Linked DNA regions of Zea mays: regions 2 and 3 are each linked to region 1. A link is a contact called in public Hi-C data. All regions are on one chromosome and are shown on one strand. The core of a region is the stretch at or near the end of the contact, and the rest is flanking DNA. Distances in the headings are between cores, read along the strand shown. Region 1 holds the start of LOC100193455 (Nuclear-pore anchor). Region 2 holds the start of LOC103655753 (protease Do-like 9). Region 3 holds the start of LOC100272587.

Region 1 (3,591 bases), core at 601-3,100:
GGCGTCCTCCGCCGTGGCGCCGGCGTTCTCCAGCCACCTGCGCGCCGCGGCAGACATCCACGCCGACGGCTCCACCGCGCCCATGCTGCCGAATGCTGTGTCGCGGATGACCACGCTGGCTACCTGACTTGTTTGTTTGACCGTCTGCGGTCTGCCTCGACCGTCGCCACACGCTCGCGTGAAGGGGGTTGTTGCACACGACGCGTGATGAGAACGGAGGAGGAGGAGGAGGCGGCGGGACAGTGGATATAGGGAGAGGTTAGCGAGTGTCTGAATCCCCTTCCATGGAGGTTGGGGCGCGCAGATCTGGGCGGCGTCAGACGCTCCCCTTCCATGGAGGCTGGGGCACGCAGATCCGGAGCGGCGTCTGATTCTCCTTCCATGGACGACGCAGACACGTCGATTCTGGAGATCTCCAACTGGAGAGAGCGGACGATCACAATAGCGCGGACGCGGCTGCCATGGATGCGACTGCAATGGGCGGCGGCGGGGCTACGGGCGCGGGGAGGGGAATCGCGAGCGGGGGCATGCGACCGCGGATTTCGCCGGAAAGATAGCGAGGGCACACTGTACCGATTCATTATCTGGGCCGCACCAAACATCGCTGGAATACGGGCCACATGAAGATTTTAGCCCAGGACACGAGCATTGTTTGTGGTGCTTTCTTTACTATTGTGGTTAGTGCCATACCGGCTAGTGAAACAGGCAGAGAACGACTTATAAGCGTTGGTGCAGCCCCAAATGTTAACTTGCTAGCGGCTCAATGGCGTTGGTAGAGAACGATTTAGGTAATGTTGTAGATATTTGTTTTGCTTGGCGAGGAAATGGGCCCCTGCTGGTTTGCATGCGTTGGGAGGGCGATTGCTTGGCGAGGAAATGGGCCCCTGCTGGTTTGCATGCGTTGGGAGGGCGAGGGAGCAGAGCTGCGCGTTGGGCCCGACGTGGGAGCCTGGGAGGCAGAACCGTGCACCATCTGAGGTGTGAAGTCTACACTATCCTCTTATATAGTAGTAGAGAAACTAAGAGCTAAATTGATTATTATTTTGGGATGAAAGGAGCACATGTCAACCACACTTTATCTAGACTAGAGATGGCAACGAGCGCGTACCCGCTGGGTACTATGTTCCCAAACCCGTACCGCGAAATTAAAATATACCCGCTAAGAAACCCATGTCCGCAGCCGGGTACAAGTTTTTGCCCGTACCCGTGCCCACCCGGGTATTGGGTACCCGCGGGCTACCCGTGCCCGACAAGAAAGCTAATGGGCTGGGCTGCCAACCATGTTTACTAGGCTGGGCTCATTCGGATGCTAGCCAATCGTTCCTGCACTGAGGCTCTAGATTTCATAGATAGCTAATGGGCTGGGCTGCCAACCATGTTTACTAGGCCATAAAATGAACTTTTGGTTTGTTTAATAATATTATGCCGGATTTTAGAAACCCATGGGTTTGCGGGTATGGGTACTAGGATCCCATACCCGTACCCGCGTACCCGCTGGGTTTAGCTTATCACCCATTAAGAAACCCGTGGGTTTGGATATTAGCCCGTACCCGTCCCATAATAGGGTAAAAACCCACCGGGTTTCGGGTTTCGGGTACCCATTGCCATCTCTAATCTAGACGTGTTAAGCAGGAACTAAACAGATCCTATAGTGAGAAGGTGACACACAAGCACGGCCCAGAAGCAGTTATTCGAAACCGGGGCCATGGACTTTTTCTCTCTAGACCACTCAGCTTCCTCAGACGCCGCAGGCCCAGTCTACGTAGCCCATTTTATATAGGGAACGCGGGCCGATGTTTAATCGACTCAGTTTCACTACACACTCCGCGACATATTTGCTGCCTCACTTCACGCCGCTTTGTTTCTCGCTGTCTCTCGACTCTCTACTCACTACTGCCCAATTGAGCCCCTCCGCTTCCGCCCTTCCGCCCTTCCGCCACCACCACCACACCTCGTCCAGCGGCGGTCGGCAAACCCTAGAACCTTAGACCCATCCGCCATACTGCGGTTACTGGGCGCGGGCTAGGGCCGGGCCTCCGTAATCGCAGCTTGCGGCGATGCCGCTTTTCATCTCCGACGAGGAGCTCCGTCTCCTCGGCGGCGACACGGCTGCCGTTGCCGAGCGGGCTGATGCTGCCATCCGTGAGCTCCGGCGGCAGGTGGATACCGTACGCGCCGAGGCGGATGCCGCTGCGATCGCTGCCGAGCAGACCTGCGCCCTCCTCGAGCAACGGTACGCCTCCCTCTCCGCGGAGTTCGATCGCTCCAAGGCCGAGGCTGCCGAGCTCACCGCCTCTGCCGAGCGCCGCGCTGCCGAGCTTGCCTCCTCTCAGGCGGAGATACATCAGCTTCGCATCCAGGCGGTAAGACACTAGGTTTTCAGTAGAATGATCACTTTGTTTGGTTTGGTTGGGTGCACTGATCACTCGATGTTTGTTGTTGTAGATTGCTAAGGATGGTGAGGTGGAGAGGTTGAAAATTGAAATCTCGGAGCTGCACAAGTCCAAGTGCCAGTCGCTGGAGTTGATTGAGCAGAGAGATGCAGAAATTAAAGAGAAGGACGGCATCATCCAGAGCTACTACAATAAAATTGTGAGCACTTCTGTTTAAGTACTTCTAATAATATATATGCTCTAACCAGTCAATTTGGCCGCCATATTCATATTGCATGTAGGTTATATGGTTACATAAATAATTTTTTTGCCTGCTGCAACTGAATAGGGATATTCTCATAAATTCGCGCATGTTTGTTAGGGAAAATGTGGATACTGTAGGATGGTAAGTTCCACATGATAGGCTGCTAGATCTTATCTTAGATTCTTGTCAGTATTGAACTTTGTAATGTCAAAGCTCGCTCAGTTATACGACCAGCACTATCTAAACTATAAATGCATAAACTCTTTTGATCAGTGACCTATGAATATTCCATTAAGCCCTGCCACTACTGTTGTAGCCTTGTGGTCCATAGACACCTATTTACATGTTCTATTCTGCCTAAGCTGTGGTGGACAATTTCTCTTCCTGAATTTGCAAGTCGCAAGAAGTATGACTTGCCACATGTTCCATATCATGTGTAGCAGACAACCAAAAAAGGCTCTTAGTTTTTCATTTAATTTTTACACTTATTTACATGCTCTCTTATCTTGGGGATCGGGTATATATTCTGCAAATTTTTATGTAAGTTCACTGAAAACATGATTGTCATCTTTTCAGGTAAACCTGGCAGAAACTTCTGCTGGTAAAGAGGCCAGGATACAAGAGGTCGAAGCAAAGTTTACCCATTGTCAAGCAATTTGCAATCGCATGACTCAGGTATGATATGAACATAAAATGGATGAATTAACACCTAGATGCAGAGTTGTTATTTTAGTCTATTCACTCCTTTACTATCTGATACATTAATACTGTTAATACGGAGCCTACCCATATGTTTGCAGGGTGTACCTGTTGGTTCTTATGTGGTTTGCTTTTCTTTATCAGGAGAAGGAGCTGCTTGAAAAGCACAATGTCTGGCTTGATGAAGAACTGAAAGCAAAAGTGAAGAACTTGGCTGAACTAAGAAAAACAAATATGGATGAGGAGGCTCGGTTG
Region 2 (3,591 bases), core at 388-2,887, 410 kb before region 1:
CATGCAATCACATAGGCCATCCAATTGCAAAACGCTTCTGAACGCATGCTCGCACGACCCTTTCTTTTTTTTTGTTTGACTCGGCAAAGCCATGCACAACTCTCTCCTATTTTTATGTGCTGCTTTGACCAGAAGCTCAACAGCCTCTCCTATTGCAACGGATGGAAGGACCAGTACGGAGCGCGAAGCGGATCTGGTACGCGATGGTGGGAAACGCATCGGCCAGACAGAACGGTTCCTCTCGCAGACGTGCGCAACTTCTGGCACGTGGGCACGAACGACCACGACGCAGGCACATCGTCCGACGTGGGCTAGCTAGCACGTGTGCGTAGAAGCACATCGACGATGGTAGTTTATCGCGCATGAATCACAGTCCGTATCAAGAACATTAAACATGCCGATCTATTCCGTAGAGGAAAAATCGAAGTCTCTCGCGTAGGAGAGTTCGGCTAGGCCAGAGACCTGCCGGCTTGACGGAGAGTTGATGCAGATCTGATCTCGCCGCAGCAACGTCGAGGTAGAGCGTGCTGATAACGTGTTGAGAACTACGTTACCACGGATCACCAGATCCGCTCCCTTCCCTCCCGTCAGCAGTAGAGGCACAAGAAGATGTAGAGAACCCGTCTCCCTTTCCATAAGCACGACAGAGGAAACACACGAGACACTGGTATAGGGTTGGGCCTCTGGCCTCTTTCTGATCTATATTCCATATGAGGGGTACAAGTTCTATATATAGAGACGCGATAGCCCTCAGGGCTATATTCGATATTTGCCCACATAACCCTAACTAGGGTTACTTAACAGTTTGATAATACGTAACAGCTCTTAGAGCAACTCCAACAGTCTATATATAAATTTTAGCTAAATTTAGAATTTAGAGAACTGTAAAAAAGATAGACAGGATCCTAACGGATGGTATATCCAACAAACTCTTCAAATATCAGTGGCGAAGCCAGGCTGACCGTCGTCGCACCTTGACAATGTGCTCCCCATATTGGCATCCTCCATAGCCGTCTAGCTACCAACGCCGCTCGCCCACCACCCACACATGAGAGGCTGAAACTCGAACTCACACCATGGTCCATGGCAAACAGGCTGACCCGTGGAGCTGCTAGATGCCTAGAGGCTACACCGCTACAGCCTACTTTGTAAATGGATGATGCAGAATTGAATATCATATCGAGTACATAGCGGCAGCGGGTTTGACCTCAGTGCCAGAAGATCCATCGCAATGGTGCCGCCTCGATGGACGGTTGGACGCCGTACCTCCTCCAGCCAGAGCCCGAGCACGTCTCCAGTCTAGCCCCGGCTCCGCGTCGCCTTCGACAATCATGCCTAACTCGAGCGGGAAGGCACGGAGCGAGAACCAGAGCAGGGGCGCGGGAACCTGAGCGGGGCGAGTAGGAGGGCGAGCATGAGGTTGGGAGAACGCGTCGGCTGGCAGATGGCGAGTCCCGAGCGCTAGCCAAAGATACCGAGCGACGGGAAGCTGATGGCGAGTGAGATACGATGGCGAGGTCGAAGGCGATGCTGTTGGAAGCCGTTTGCATAGTGATTTTCTTTTTTTTACCGAGCACATGTTGTTTAACCAGCCTGTTGGAGTTGCTCTTAGTGGTCAGAAGTAAAAAAGCACAACCAAACAAGGCCGGACGAAAAAAAGCTCTGAATTGCAGTACGCAGACATCATAATTACGTAAACTCAGCCCATCCTGGGCGGCCCACCTCGAACCGGTCCAGATTACTCTGACCGGACCGACCTTTCTTCGTCTTCCCCGTTCGGTATTTCCGCCCTCGGCGCCGGGAAACCCTAGCCCGCGTCCATGGACGATCCCTCCTCCGCCTCCAACAAGCGCAAGCGCGGGCGCAAGCCCAAGGTGTCGCCGCCCTCCCCCGACCGCTCATCCCCCTCTGCGGTGGCCGCCCCCGCTCCCGTTCCGGTTGCGCGCCGTGGCCGCAAGCCGCGACGTCATGAGGACCCCGCCGACGCGGACGCCGCGCGTCCGCCGTCCCCGCTCCGCCGCAGGGTGCTTAATACGGTGGCAAATGGAGGCGATGCGGTGGCGGAGGCAGGCCCCGCGAGCTGGGACGAGGTGGTGAGGGTGGTGCCGTGCATGGACGCCGTGGTCAAGGTGTTCTGCGTGCACACGGAGCCCAACTTCTCGCTGCCGTGGCAGCGGAAGCGGCAGTACAGCTCTAGCAGTAGCGGGTTTATCATCAGCGGCCGCCGTGTCCTCACCAATGCCCACTCCGTGGAGCACTATACCCAGGTTAAGCTTAAGAAGCGCGGCTCTGACACCAAGTACCTTGCCACCGTCCTGGCCATCGGCACAGAGTGCGATATTGGTGCGCCCGCTCTTCCCATCCCTGCCCTGCCTCCATTGTTTATTTCTTACTATCGTTAATTTTCTTATTGTTATGTAACCATGAAAATCAGATGCATAATAATGTCTGTATTGTTTTCTTGGAATCTATGAAACTTCTGACGTTATAGAATCATTTATGAGTTATGGAATGATACTTAAGATTTTTCCCTGTTGCTTATGCAATCTAATTTGATATTTTTCATTTGTTCTATCTGTCTCAGCGCTCTTAACTGTCAATGACGATGAATTCTGGGAAGGAGTTTCACCTGTCGAGTTCGGAACATTACCGGCCCTTCAGGACGCAGTTACTGTTGTTGGTTATCCAATTGGAGGAGATACTATATCCGTGACAAGTGGAGTTGTCTCTAGGATAGAAATACTTTCATACGTTCATGGTTCTACAGAACTTCTAGGATTGCAGGTACCTTTCCCCCCTGAAATTATAATAACTTCAAATAAACCTTTATATAAAGATGGATGTTGCAAGTGAAGTAAATCTATTGAGAAATAATAACTTATCTGCTTACCGGCATGTCTAATACGGGCCTTGTCTTGTTGATAGATAGATGCAGCTATTAATTCAGGAAATTCAGGTGGTCCAGCTTTTAATGATAGAGGCAAATGTGTCGGTATAGCATTTCAATCTCTTAAACATGAAGATGCCGAGAATATAGGCTATGTGATACCGACTCCAGTTATTACACATTTCATCGAGGACTACAAAAATTCTGGAGGATACACAGGTATTATGCCCTTTTCAGTTTTATTAGCATAATCATGCATCTGGGTCTACAGTCTACTATTGTTATTAGAGCAATGAACATTGTTTTTTATTCTTATTTTGAACCACTTAGCTAGTTTAACAAAATTAGTCGGATGATATTAACATATTTAGTGAAGGGCAGGCCTGCTGCAGTGGTGACTGGTGAGAGCTGTCTCACTGAGTCACCAGGTCATGGGTTCAAAGCAGCCTCTCTGTATTTGTGGGGGAAGACTTGCTTCGGTTTATCCCTTTCCTAGACCCGACTCATGGGAGCTTCTGACACTAGGTTTGCCCTTTTATATTAACATTTATTTAGTCTATAGTCGTTCCAGTTTATGGACCTGTTCTTCCAGTTACATGGTGCATGATGATTGTTTTTCCTTCTAATGATTATTATGCCCTGCAGTATGATGATTGATATTGCTTTAATGTATAGCCCTTATTGCAAATGTAATCGAGTCTTTA
Region 3 (3,591 bases), core at 561-3,060, 270 kb before region 1:
TCGATTGTATGCATTGGCAGTGGAGGAATTGTCCGGTCGCCCATGCCGGTCAATTCACAAGGGGGGATATCAAACATCCCACCATCATCTTAGAAGCTGTTGCATCGTATGATCGGTGGATCTGGCATGCTTTTTTTGGGGTGGCCGGGTCCAACAATGACATTAACGTACTGAATCAGTCGCCATTATTCAAGGATGTCCTTCAAGGTCAAGCACCCATAGTGAACTTCATGGTTAATGGACATGAACACAATATGGGATACTATCTTGCCGACGACATCTACCCTTCCTGGCCGGTGTTCATCAAGGGTATTCCGCTTCCACAAAGTGAGAAACATCAGTTATTCACAAATGCTCAAGCAGCATGGCGCAAAGATGTTGAGTGCGCTTTTGGAGTGTTGAAATCTCGGTTCAACATTATAGCAGTTCCTGGACGTTCTTACTCTCAACGTACTCTTGGTTTGATCACGCGTGCATGTGTCATTTTGCACAATATAATCATCGATGACGAGCGTGATGCCGATTTAGACGAGACATATGACACAGTTGATTCTACAGTCGGCCCGTCGATCTACTACAATGCAACCCCGAGCCTAGCAGCTAGGATTCAAATGGACAACGAGATGACGGACACATCGACGTATACACAACTACTAAATGATTTGGTTGAACATGTATGGGGACATAATAATCATTAGATTTATGTAATTTTCTATTAATTATTATGTATTTTTAAATCGTCATGTAATTTTATTTTAATTATTACGCAATTTGTAATTTTTAATTCAATAAAAATATTATGTTGTGTGTTTTCTGAGCGTTGAAATAAATCCGCGTGAATTACTTAATTCTGAAATAGAAAAGCTGATGTGGCTATAGCCTGAGGCTGTAGCCTGCTGCAGCCTGTGCACTGGAGCAGCAGAGGCGAGAGTGGAGGCGAGAGCTGACGTGGCAGGGGCGAGAGGGAGGCTGTGCACTGGACTCAGCCTTAGGCTGCCTCCAGCAACAGACTGTAAGTGGTCCGCTACGGTATATATAGCGTTTTCTACCGTCCGGTAGCCCTCCAGCAACAACCGCTAACAGGTCCTGTAAAATAGAGTATGCCTCTAGCAACCGCCAAATCTGGAGCATACGCTATCCGCGTCAAACTGGCCTCACGCGCTCGCAGTCTGGCTTCTCGCGCTCGCTCTCGTTCAGATTTTGTTTTCTCTAAATATCTACAAGTTTGTTTTGTCGTGAAAATAGCATAGAAAAAAGAATAATATATTTAAAAGCTAGTTCTACAACTTCAGATCGTCTTTAAGAACTTAAATTTTAACTAATATGTCTTAGATATTTTTTTGCATACTATTTATTCGTTCGCAAATATGTATTATTGAATATAGTAACAATGGATAAATGAAGTAGTTTAAGTAACCCTCTAGATATAGAAACGACTTTGAGTGGTAATTAATATTTACTATTTGAAAAAAATATTATTATGTTACTCAAATTTTATTTTGGAAAATAGTAATTAAAAATTAATTAAATATACTATGTTGGGCATCATTTTTTAATGTTATAGCGTGTAATGCAAACAAAACAAAAAAGCTAAATCAATGGGAAAAAAGAAAGTTTGTTAACACTGTAGCTTTAGAGAACCAAATTTAGAGTACGTTGCTGGAGACTGAGAAGATATAGAGGACAAAATCTTTTAGAGTGTGCTGTAAAGTATAGAGAATATTTTTTTAGAGCATGGAATTTAGAGAACGCTGCTGGAGACAGCCTTATATATATATACATATACCACTACGGGTCTACCAACTCTGCATTTGAGTTGCTCGTCCTCTCCCCACTTTCTATCACGCAATTCCTATCTCGCAGTCGTCGCCGCTCCCCGGCCGGGACCCAGCAGAGCAGAGCAGGCAGTGTCGGCGCAGCATGGGGAACTGCCAGGCGGCGGAGGCGGCGACGGTGCTGCTCCAGCACCCGGGCGGGCGGGTGGAGCGGCTCTACTGGTCAACCAGCGCCGCCGAGGTCATGCGCGCCAACCCAGGCCACTACGTCGCGCTCGTCACGCTCCGCGTCGCCGAGGAGCGGCAGGACGCCCCCGGCGGCGAGCGGCGCACCGTGCGCCTCACGCGCGTCAAGCTGCTCAAGCCCAAGGAGGCGCTGCTCCTCGGCCACGTCTACCGCCTCATCACCACCCAGGGTATGTGCGCACTGCGCAGTAGCAGCGTAGAAATAATCCTCACCCAGTATGCGCTCCCATGCCCTGCTGCCACGACCACGAGCAACCTAACTTGCGCTGCCCTGATGCAGAGGTGGCGAGGGCGGTGCGGGCGAGGAAGGAGGAGAAGCAGAGGAAAGCGCAGCAGCTGCTTGAGTCGAGGCAGGGTGTCGCGAGGGGCGCGGCCGAGGGGGAGGACGACGACGACGAGGCAGCCCTGGACGCCAGCCTTGATCAGGTGACTCAACTGCTTTTTGATCGCTTCTTCAAGGGCGTATCAGTTGTTCAGCTTCTCGTGACTATCCTCATCACCTGTTCTTGTCACTGAAGAAAAAAATCTGACACAATGGAGAATCAACAAGTAAACAACTAAAATTTTCCAATTACATCCAATTCATGTAGCGAACAAGCTCTTAAGGGGTAGTTTGAGAATCACATTATTCTAGAGATTTCCATTTTCTCAAATAAAAATTAGTTTATTTTTCTTGGAAAAATAAAAATCCTTTAAAAGCAGAGTTTCCAAACTAGACTTAGTAAACAAAATATCACAAATTCAATATTCCAGGTGAAATGCAAACAAGAAGATCGAAGTATTTTTTTTTCAAGAAAAAAAACGTGTAACTAACTAACTAACTGATGGCTGATGGTGCTATAGCCTATAGTAGCACCGAGAAGGAAGTACACCATTAGATTAGGGGATAGATTAGTAGGTGAGTTTCAACTGATGTCAGGGCCGGGCGAGGAATCTTTTCCTTTTCCTACGGATTTTACTAACCATGGAACATGCAAAGGTTCCTTCTTCTCATCACTCTTCTGTTCTCCCTCCATCTGACTGCAGTTGGCGCGTCAGGACAACAGCAGCCGGAGCTCCAGTGCAGGGCAACGGCAGTGGCGGCCGTCGCTGCAGAGCATCGAAGAGGCCACGACCTGATGTCAGCTCAGCTCAGTACACTCATACCACGCAACCGTAGGGGTAGGGCCGTAATCACTGACCGCTGGACCTGTATCTTCTCGGTGATTCACCTGGCCTCGATTAGTTCATCGCAGGGGGTTGCTATTGGCTTACTCCTACATTTGCACGCTGTGAGTTTGACACCCTGGGACGAGAGGACTACTTCAGATGCAGTATGTAGCCTCTGGATCCGTGTAAATTTTCAGGCCCTTGGTCAGGAGTTTGTTAGTGAGTTTGCTTTTCCTTTCTTTTTTTTTTCTCTCCCCTCCATACAGTTTGCGCACCGAATCATGACAAATTAGAGTACTAGCTTATACTATTAGATTTACAACCAGACATGTCATTTACTTCATACTCTCTCTCTCTTTCTCTCGATACTCTCTCTCTCTCTCGCAGATGGGGATCGCCCTATAGCTTTTAAAGATAGCGC

Evidence for each region. A called contact is a pair of places that touch in the nucleus more often than the background predicts.
Region 2: a contact with region 1 is called in a Hi-C map of endosperm, with 2.1 times the contacts expected there. The contact joins the promoter of LOC103655753 here to the promoter of LOC100193455 in region 1. A contact is called at or near these places in 2 of 25 Hi-C or Micro-C datasets (bundle sheath and endosperm).
Region 3: a Hi-C map of leaf shows a contact between it and region 1, with 6 times the contacts expected there. The contact joins the promoter of LOC100272587 here to the promoter of LOC100193455 in region 1. A contact is called at or near these places in 8 of 25 Hi-C or Micro-C datasets (ear, leaf, leaf mesophyll and 4 more).

What each region holds. Positions count from the first base shown.
Region 1 is chr4:187,906,118-187,909,708 of Zm-B73-REFERENCE-NAM-5.0, forward strand. It overlaps LOC100193455 (Nuclear-pore anchor), which reads left to right and starts at 1,851. Exons shown (of 49, transcript NM_001358735.1): 1 at 1,851-2,363; 2 at 2,446-2,592; 3 at 3,214-3,312; 4 at 3,481-3,591. The coding sequence starts at 2,058. It overlaps LOC103655758, which reads right to left and starts at 84. Exons shown (of 3, transcript XM_023302312.1): 1 at 1-84. The coding sequence starts at 84.
Region 2 is chr4:187,496,545-187,500,135 of Zm-B73-REFERENCE-NAM-5.0, forward strand. It overlaps LOC103655753 (protease Do-like 9), which reads left to right and starts at 1,638. Exons shown (of 10, transcript XR_002269232.1): 1 at 1,638-2,343; 2 at 2,585-2,784; 3 at 2,926-3,106.
Region 3 is chr4:187,637,149-187,640,739 of Zm-B73-REFERENCE-NAM-5.0, forward strand. It overlaps LOC100272587, which reads left to right and starts at 1,811. Exons shown (of 2, transcript NM_001147050.1): 1 at 1,811-2,191; 2 at 2,302-3,498. The coding sequence starts at 1,921. The coding sequence ends at 2,537.